Linked DNA regions of Mus musculus: region 1 is linked to region 2. The links are chromatin contacts, called in public promoter capture Hi-C maps. All regions are on one chromosome and are shown on one strand. The core of a region is the stretch at or near the end of the contact, and the rest is flanking DNA. Distances in the headings are between cores, read along the strand shown.

Region 1 (4,206 bases), core at 973-3,472, 130 kb after region 2:
CCTATAACTTTCTAGAGAGAAGATTTTTCTGCAACAAAGAGGCTGTATAGACCACAGTTGAGTTATTATGAATGGGTTATCCTAGGGTATGGCACAAAGCCCATATCCCTAGAAATCTGGAAGAAAGGGCCATGTTCAAAACTCAGGTGGCTGGAGGCCAGAAGCTTTGTCGCTGGCACATCCCTTAAGCTGTCGAGGAGCCCTGCAGCCAGTGAAGTATTGAAGTGAAGCAGAACTGAGTGAGGATTGTTGAGAAGTCACAACTTGTCCTCCCCTGCTGGTTCAGGTACGTGTGACAGTCATCACCCTGTACTGCACACTGCATCCTTTTCTTCTTGGCTCATGTTCTGATTTAGATTAATTTTAGGCTAGAAGCATTTTTAGGTATTGCTTTAAAAATATGTGCATTGTGAAAGTGACTGCAGCCAGGTTACCCTGAAGAGCGTAACCATCTCACAGTTTTAGAGGTGAGAGCTGAGGCTCAGTGTTCCCGCATGGGAACACAGGCATGTAGTCTAACAAATTCTTCCCTTAAGGAGAAGGATAGGCAGAGTCACAGGGTTCCTTCTTGGGGTATAGATAGGCATCTCTTTTTTGTTTAGACCTCAGTTTTTAAAACTAATGTTATCCTAGAATTATATTCCATTATATTCCACCATATTCCTGATATGCAGCAGATTCTATTGCACTTCTAAAATACTTTTAAAATAGCAATGTTTTAATTCACTGCATATAGTAAATATTTGTATAATTCGTGGTGCATTTAATTCTATTGTTGACTTGAATGTTTTTTAACTTTCCTGTGAGGTTGCTGTTTCCATATCCGTAGTTGCACCATTTGTCCAGTTCCTGGGTGCCTTGATGAGTTACTGACCATGGTTAAACCATTGAATAGTAGAAGCCTGAGACATCTATCTTCAAATTTATACTAAACATGCAGGCCAGTGACACAGACCTATCTGCCTGGCAAGGCTGTGAGAAAAGGCAGTGCTGTAATGGAGGCATCTCCAATTTGCTGCTCATTTTGTTGATAGCAAACTCTTTGCTGAGTCTGTGATGGTCAGGAAAAATGCTGAATCACCTCATCTCTCTCCGTAAGGTTTGAGGCTGGCTGACAATTCCAATAGACAGTGCTATGTGTGGCTGAACTCATGCTGCTAGCCTTAGCTGTGACCCCCACAGGCAAATAGATCTGGATCACCACCCTAGAGCTATGATGCAGGACATTGCAATGTGCTTAGCATGAAATTTATTGTGGTGTGATCAACTGTTTCTCGATGTGTTTTTTAAATCCATTTTTATTGTAATTTACTCATTATTGACGTAGAGTGTGCTGACTTGTTGTGTGGCAAACTTCAAGTTGTTAATTTATTCTATGTTGAGTTCAAGTCCTGCATGCAGGACTAGGGATTTCGTTCAGCTGGGGAGTGTTCATGTACCCTGCAGCAAACCTTTGTTTGATCACGATTTCATAATGTGGGTGTGACAGTGCACACTTGTAATCCTAACACATGGGAGACAGAGGCAGGAGGATAACAAAATTGTGATTTTATTTTATGATTGTGGCTACATGGTGTTCCAAAACCAACATGAGCTACACAAAATTGTATTAAAAAAAATAAACCTTTTAAAAGTTCTTTCTGGCCGGGCGTGGTTGTGCATGCCTTTAATCCCAGCACTCAGGAGGCAGAGGCAGGCTGATTTCTGAGTTTGAGGCCAGCCTGGTCTACAAAGTGAGTTCCAGGACAGCCAGGGCTACACAGAGAAACCCTGTCCTGAAAAACAAAAACAAAAAACAAAACAAAAAAATTGAAAGTCCTTTCTCTGGTAAAAAAGAGCTGATTGTGACATGAATCCCTTACAAAGAGCTTGGAATATTTGTATTCATGAAGACCTTGATCAGGAAGAGCTTGCAGACCTCAAACTCGAGAAATGACCAGGAGAAATGAAGGGGATAGAGAAGAGATCCCATGACTTAATGCATGCATGCTACATGCACCCTCTGAAACATAAGCCTGACATTAGCATGTGTAACTATTAATTATTTTGCAGAAATTATAATATATAAAAATAACTAAAAGAACTGTTTTTCAATAGATGAAAGTGTAAAAGAAGGATAGAAGTGTTCCCTACAGCTAGTCCAGAAATGTATGCTCAAGGACAGTCCTCACCTGGCCACACCCTTTCCAGAGTACATCTGCTCTGATGGTTCAGTCTAAGCCATGGAGACAGGAAACCACAGCTGCGGGACAGACTTCACCTTGGTTGGTCTTTTCCAGTATGGACACATGGACACCTTCCTCTTCACAGTCATCTCCATCCTCTTTGCAGTGGCTCTCATAGGCAACATCACACTGGTCCTCCTCATCAGGCTGGATAGAAGACTCCACACCCCCATGTACTTCTTCCTCAGCCAGCTCTCCATCATTGACATGATGTGCATATCTACCACTGTGCCCAAGATGGGAGCTAACTTCATCTCAGACACCAAGGCCATTTCCGTTTTAGGATGTGAGATCCAAGTCTTTATGTTTATGAGTCTTGCTGGGTGTGAAGCTCTCCTGCTGGGCTTCATGTCCTATGACAGGTATATAGCCATCTGCCAACCCTTGCACTACCCTGTGCTCATGAGCAGGAAGATCTGCTGCTCCATGGTCGCCAGTGCCTGGAGCAGCAGCTCCATCAATGCTTTAGCGCATACAGTGTATGTGTTTCAACTTCCTTTCTGTGGGTCTAGGATGGTTAACCACTTTTTCTGTGAGGTTCCATCTCTCCTGCCACTTGTGTGTGAAGACACATCCCAATATGAGCATATGATTGTCATGAGTGTCCTTGTCCTTGTGTTGCTCCCCTTCCTGGCCATCCTAGCTTCCTATGCTCGGGTCTTGGTTGTTGTATTCCAGATGGGTTCAGGGCAGGGACAGAGTAGAGCTGTGTCCACCTGCTCCTCACACCTGACTGTGGCCAGTCTGTTCTATGTCACCGGTCTCTGCACCTACACCCAGCCACACTCCTTGCATTCTCCTGGAAGGGACAAAGTGGTGGCTGTGCTCTACTCAATCGTCACCCCTGTTCTGAACCCATTCATCTATAGTCTGAGGAACAAGGAGGTCATTGGGGCGCTGAGGAGACAAATGGGGTGATGGAAATTTACATGGGACTTTGGGGTGGACTGATCTAAAGTTAGTCTTGGACACTCTCTGGAATGATTTTAGGATTGATATTCTGGTGGAAGCTTATCAGCTTGTCTTGCTGAATGAACAAGAACCGGAATCTTTGCCCACACAGTGTCACACCGAGTTGATGGTTTAATCTGAATGTTGGCTCCTGGGGATACGGAAGGACTTTGTCTTTGTACCTGCCATCTCTGGCTGCCCATCAGCCTAGATTGGCTTTCCACTGATTTTCTTACCATCTGCCCTGGTGCAAGGTACCACGGCTTCTCCAACTGTGGCATTCTATACAGTTGCCTGTTCCACACTTGCCTTCCACTTTCTCTGGAAGCCCCTTCTGCAGTTTATGATTATAGCTATACTTGTGCAGATATTTTACATAAATCTGGAATATTTCATTGTTTTTTTTTGTAGGCACAACAATTACATAAGCATGTGTGTCTGTTTTTATAATGTGACATATTTTAAGGACAATTCTGAAAGAAATAAGGAGGGAGCCAACTTAATGCTTGCTTTGATACTTGTGTGATTATTACCACAAGAATATGATTTCCAAGCTCTCCTAGGCTGTTTTATGATGTCTTGCTGACTCCCTTTATTAATACTATTTTCCAAAATTCACTATGACTTTGTAATAAACATCATCAATGAATCTGTCTGACTCTTTGCACTGTGTCTCTTTCCACGAACAACTTTGTGGTGAGCTCCCATGTTTATATTTATGTTGATCACCCATGCTAACTTATGATAAGGACATTTGAGAAACAGACCCCAAATTGTTCTTCTTTAGAAAACATAGAAAATATCTGCATTTTTTCCATGGCTAATGTACAATAAATTCTGAGAGCAATAATGTTATTTCAAGAAAATGTCTGAATATCTTTTAAAGAACAAGATTATATGTGTGAACTCATAGCTCTGAGTGCCTCCAAAAAGAAACTAGAGAGAGCACACATTAGCAGCTTGACAACACACCTAAAAGCTCTAGAACAAAAGGAAGCAAATTCACCCAAGAGGGGTAGATGGCAGGAAA
Region 2 (4,136 bases), core at 913-3,412:
GAAGGTTTCAGTAGGCATAGCAGAGTGAGAAACAGTGTCAGACAGAATTTACTCAGCCTCAGAAATGCCTCTTCCATTTGTACTTTTAAGACAGGAGATTTTTTAATGTTTTTTATTATTATTTCTGAAGTAGTTGATACTACATTTTGGTAGCTCAAGGCAATAGGAAGAAAATGGAATCTCATCTTTCAGAGATGTTATCAACTGCTTCAAGGGATGGGTTGTTGGGACAGCAGTCACAAGTCTCAGCAACAGTTTATATCTCTGTCACGATTCTAAAATTAAAAACAGAAAGACAAACCTGATACTGAAGTCTTAAAGAGCCATGTGGTGCCCAAGATGCTGATGGAGCAGAGAGGTTCTTGATGCCTTCCCATAAATACCAGACAGATCTGGGACCTGTGGGAAGAGATGGGTACAATACAGACAGGAAATAGACTGAGAGATAGAGAGAAACAAGGTAGATTTCTGTTTTACTAAGCTGTATTTGTGAATGGAGACTCAGATCTATTGAATTATGAAAGCTTTCTGACATTCACCTTCTGTTTACCTGCTGACTCAGTTTATGTTTGTGAACACCGAACAAAGACCAGGGAGGAATCCACAGGCTATGAGAAACCCTGAACACCTTCTGCTGGCTGAGTGGAGGTCAGGAGGCAGGTGAGGGGCAGGAGGTGTGCTGGGAAGGTCAGAGTCCTCTGTTAAGTGTGGACCACTGGCATCATTGTCCCCAGGCAGCAGTGAGATCAGAAATGTGGTGTCTGCAGAAGGCAAGGGATTGGGAGCTGTGTTGTCCTTACCCATGCTGTGCCATTTGATGTCCTGTGAACAGCTTGGTGCATTGTTAGCCCTTTGTATTTCTAACAGTGAAGGCAGAACAATGGCAGCTCAGCATCCCAAGCCAGAAGCATTCCTGAACCACCCTGGTGCTTCCAAAGGATTCAGCATCTTTTCTTCTTTTAGAGAAGAGAAGCTTGGGGTCTCAGGCATCTGCCTCACTTCACACAATCACTGACAGAACGAGTGCTTGCCCTGTGATTAAGCACAGAGTGGGCACCTGACTTTGTTCTATGGGAAGCAGTACTTCCCCAGGAATGTACAGTGTGAATTTATGTCACCCACTGTCTGCTTCATATGATAAGATTGAGATGGTTATCTTTACATTTTTTGCAACCCTCAAAATGGGCCCACACTTGAAATTAAACAAACAACACGAGACACAGTTTTGGAAACTAATGTATTGTCACATGAATACTTAAAAATAGAGGAGGAAGGGTGGGTGTTGGCAGATACCTAGTACAATCCTTGTACTTTTGGCACTGAGGCAGGGGGATTACCAATCTTATCAAGGCAAGACTGGTGTGTGTGTGTGTGTGTGTGTGTGTGTGTGTGTGTGTGTGTGTGTGTGTGTGTGTGTGTGTGTGTAGGACAGTAAGGTAGTAGAGATACCTTCTCTGAAAAACACCAAACACATGTTAATTAAAGTAGGAAAACATTTGGCCTAATTCAGTAGTTTTAAAAATAATTCAGTAAGGAAATACTAAAGGGAAACTTTATGAAGAAGCCAGGTGTGTTGCCACATAATGTTACATCTAACTGAGGTGACAGAGTCAGAGTCCTGCCTTATCTATAGAATGAGTGAATGCCAGAGCACCCAGGTATACACAGAGAAACTGTATCTTAAAATAAAAAAAAAAGAAGAAGAAGAAGGAGAAGGAGAAGGAGAAGGAGAAGAGAAAAGAAAAAGGAAAAGGAAAAGAAGAAGAAGAAGAAGAAGAAGAAGAAGAAGAAGAAGAAGAAGAAGAAGAAGAAGAAGAAAAAGAAAAAGAAAAAGAAAAAGAAAAAGAAAAAGAAAAAGAAAAAGAAAAAGAAAAAGTTAGTGATTCTTTTCTTCACATTAGTACAGGGGAACACCAGAGCCAAGAAGTGGGAGTGGGTGCATAGAGGAGCAGGGGGCAGGAAGGGTATGGAGGGACTTTCGGGATAGCATTCAAAATGTAAATGAAGAAAATACCTAATAAAAAATTGAAAAAAAAAGATTACAAACAAACCCCACAAATATCAAACAGACTGTGAAGTGACCACCCTGTGTCATGCTGACTCTCCTGTCCGGTTTTACTCACCATCAGATGCAGCTGCAGCTGTACCCTTAGCCGTATGAACAAGGGACAGCAGCTGGTTAAGTGCAGAAGGACCAGGAGCCAAGTGACGTCATCCCTGGCTGGACTCTACTCATTCCCAGATAAAGATTTCTGTTAATATCTCCCCTCTGGGACTTTAAGAAGAATGCAATTAAGAGAGCCATGGACGCTAACAGAAACCTCTGCTAAGTCCGATTTACTCTTCTGTTGTTGTTGGTGGGTTTTTTTTTTAATAGTGGAAAATCACAGCCATCATTAACAATAACCTGGAATATTACAATCACAAATAACAATCTGGTCCAACTCGAGTCAGCTATTGTGTGTCTAGGCTCTCGTTCACTGTGCAGAATTCTCTCCCTCCCAGAACTCTCTCCTCCTCCTCCTCTCTCTCCTTCTGGGTATGTGTTCATATAAACTTCCAGTGACTTCCGTGACATGTTTTACGTAGGTGCGGACACGAGGCCTCGTCCTTCATGCTCCATCTTTTTTTTTTTTTTTTTTTTTTGGTTTTTCGTAGCCCTGGCTGTCCTGGAACTCACTCTGTAGACCAGGCTAGCCTCGAACTCAGAAATCTGCCTGCCTCTGCCTCCCGAGTGCTGGGATTAAAGGCGTGTGCCACCACCGTCCGGCTTCATGCTCCATCTTGTCCTTCCCTCAGCCCATCATCCCGTGTTCTGCTGTCAGTCACAAACCATATTCTTTTATTTATTTTTTTTCTTTTCTTTTTTTTTCTTTTTTAATTAGATGTTTTCTTCATTTACATTTCAAATGCTATCCCCTTTCCTAGTTTCCTCTCTGAAAATCCCTACACCCTCCTGCCTCTCCCTGCTCCCCAACACACCCACTCCCACTTCCTGGCCCTGGCATTTCCCTATACTGGGGCATGGAATCTTTGCAAGACCAAGGGCCTCTCCTCCCACTGATGGCCAGCTAGGCCATCCTCTGCTACATATGCAGCTAGAGACATGAGCTCTGGGGATATTGGTTAGTTCATATTGTTGTTCCTCCTACAGGGCTGCAGACCCCCTTCAGCTCCTTGAGTACTTTCTCTAGCTCCTCCATTGTGTTCCATTCAATAGATGACTGTGAGTATCCACTTCTGTATTTACCAGGCATTAGCATAGCCTCACAGGAGACAGCTATATCAGGGTCCTGTCAACATAATCTTGTAGGTATATGCAATAGTGTCTGGGTTTGGTGGTTGTTTATGGGATGGATACCCAGGTGGGACAGTCTCTGGATAATCCTCCCTTCAGTCTCAGGTCTGAACTTTGCCTCTGTAACTCCTTCCATGGGTATTTTGTTCCCCCTTCTAAGAAGAAATGAAGTACCCACACTTTGGTTTTCCTTCTTCTTGAGTTTCATGAGTTTTGCAAATTGTATCTTGGGTATTCTAAGTTTCTGGGCTAATATCCACTTATCAGTGAATGCATATCATGTGTGTTCTTTTGTGATTGGGTTACCTCACTCAGGATGATATCCTCCAGATACATCCATTTTCCCTAAGAATTTCATAAATTCATTGTTTTGAATAGCTGCATAGTACTTCATTGTGTAAATGTACCACATTTTCTGTATCCATTCCTCTGTTGAGGGACATCTGGGTTCTTTTCAGCTTCTGGCTATTATAAATAAAGCTGCTATGAACATAGTAGAACATGTGTCCTTATTACAAGTTGAAGCATCTTCTGGGTATATGCCCAGGAGTGGTATTGCTGGATCTTCCTGTAGTACTATGTCCAATTTTCTGAGGAACTGCCAAACTGATTTCCAGAGTGACAAACCATATTCTTTAGAACTGTCTTCAGTTTAAATGTTAGTTTCCTTTTCAATAGAGACCTAAAAAAATTACAGAATATTTGTGGGAAGCCACATGTGCTGTTGCAGAGTGGCACTGACTACTGCTGGCCACCACGCATAAGATTGGACAAACAACCAATGTGTACATATGCAGTAAAGTTTTTTGCAAAGACACTGCCTGGCCCAGGCATGATA

What was found. Capture Hi-C pulls out chosen DNA fragments and counts their contacts.
Region 1: a contact with region 2 is called in a promoter capture Hi-C map of adipose tissue. The contact joins the promoter of Olfr319 here to the promoter of Olfr224 in region 2.

The regions. Positions count from the first base shown.
Region 1 is chr11:58,699,481-58,703,686 of GRCm38.p6, forward strand. Olfr319 (olfactory receptor 319) reads left to right here and starts at 2,223. Exons shown (of 1, transcript NM_146500.2): 1 at 2,223-3,143. The coding sequence starts at 2,223. The coding sequence ends at 3,143.
Region 2 is chr11:58,568,406-58,572,541 of GRCm38.p6, forward strand. It overlaps Olfr224 (olfactory receptor 224), which reads right to left and starts at 2,163. Exons shown (of 4, transcript NM_207695.2): 1 at 2,124-2,163; 2 at 302-399.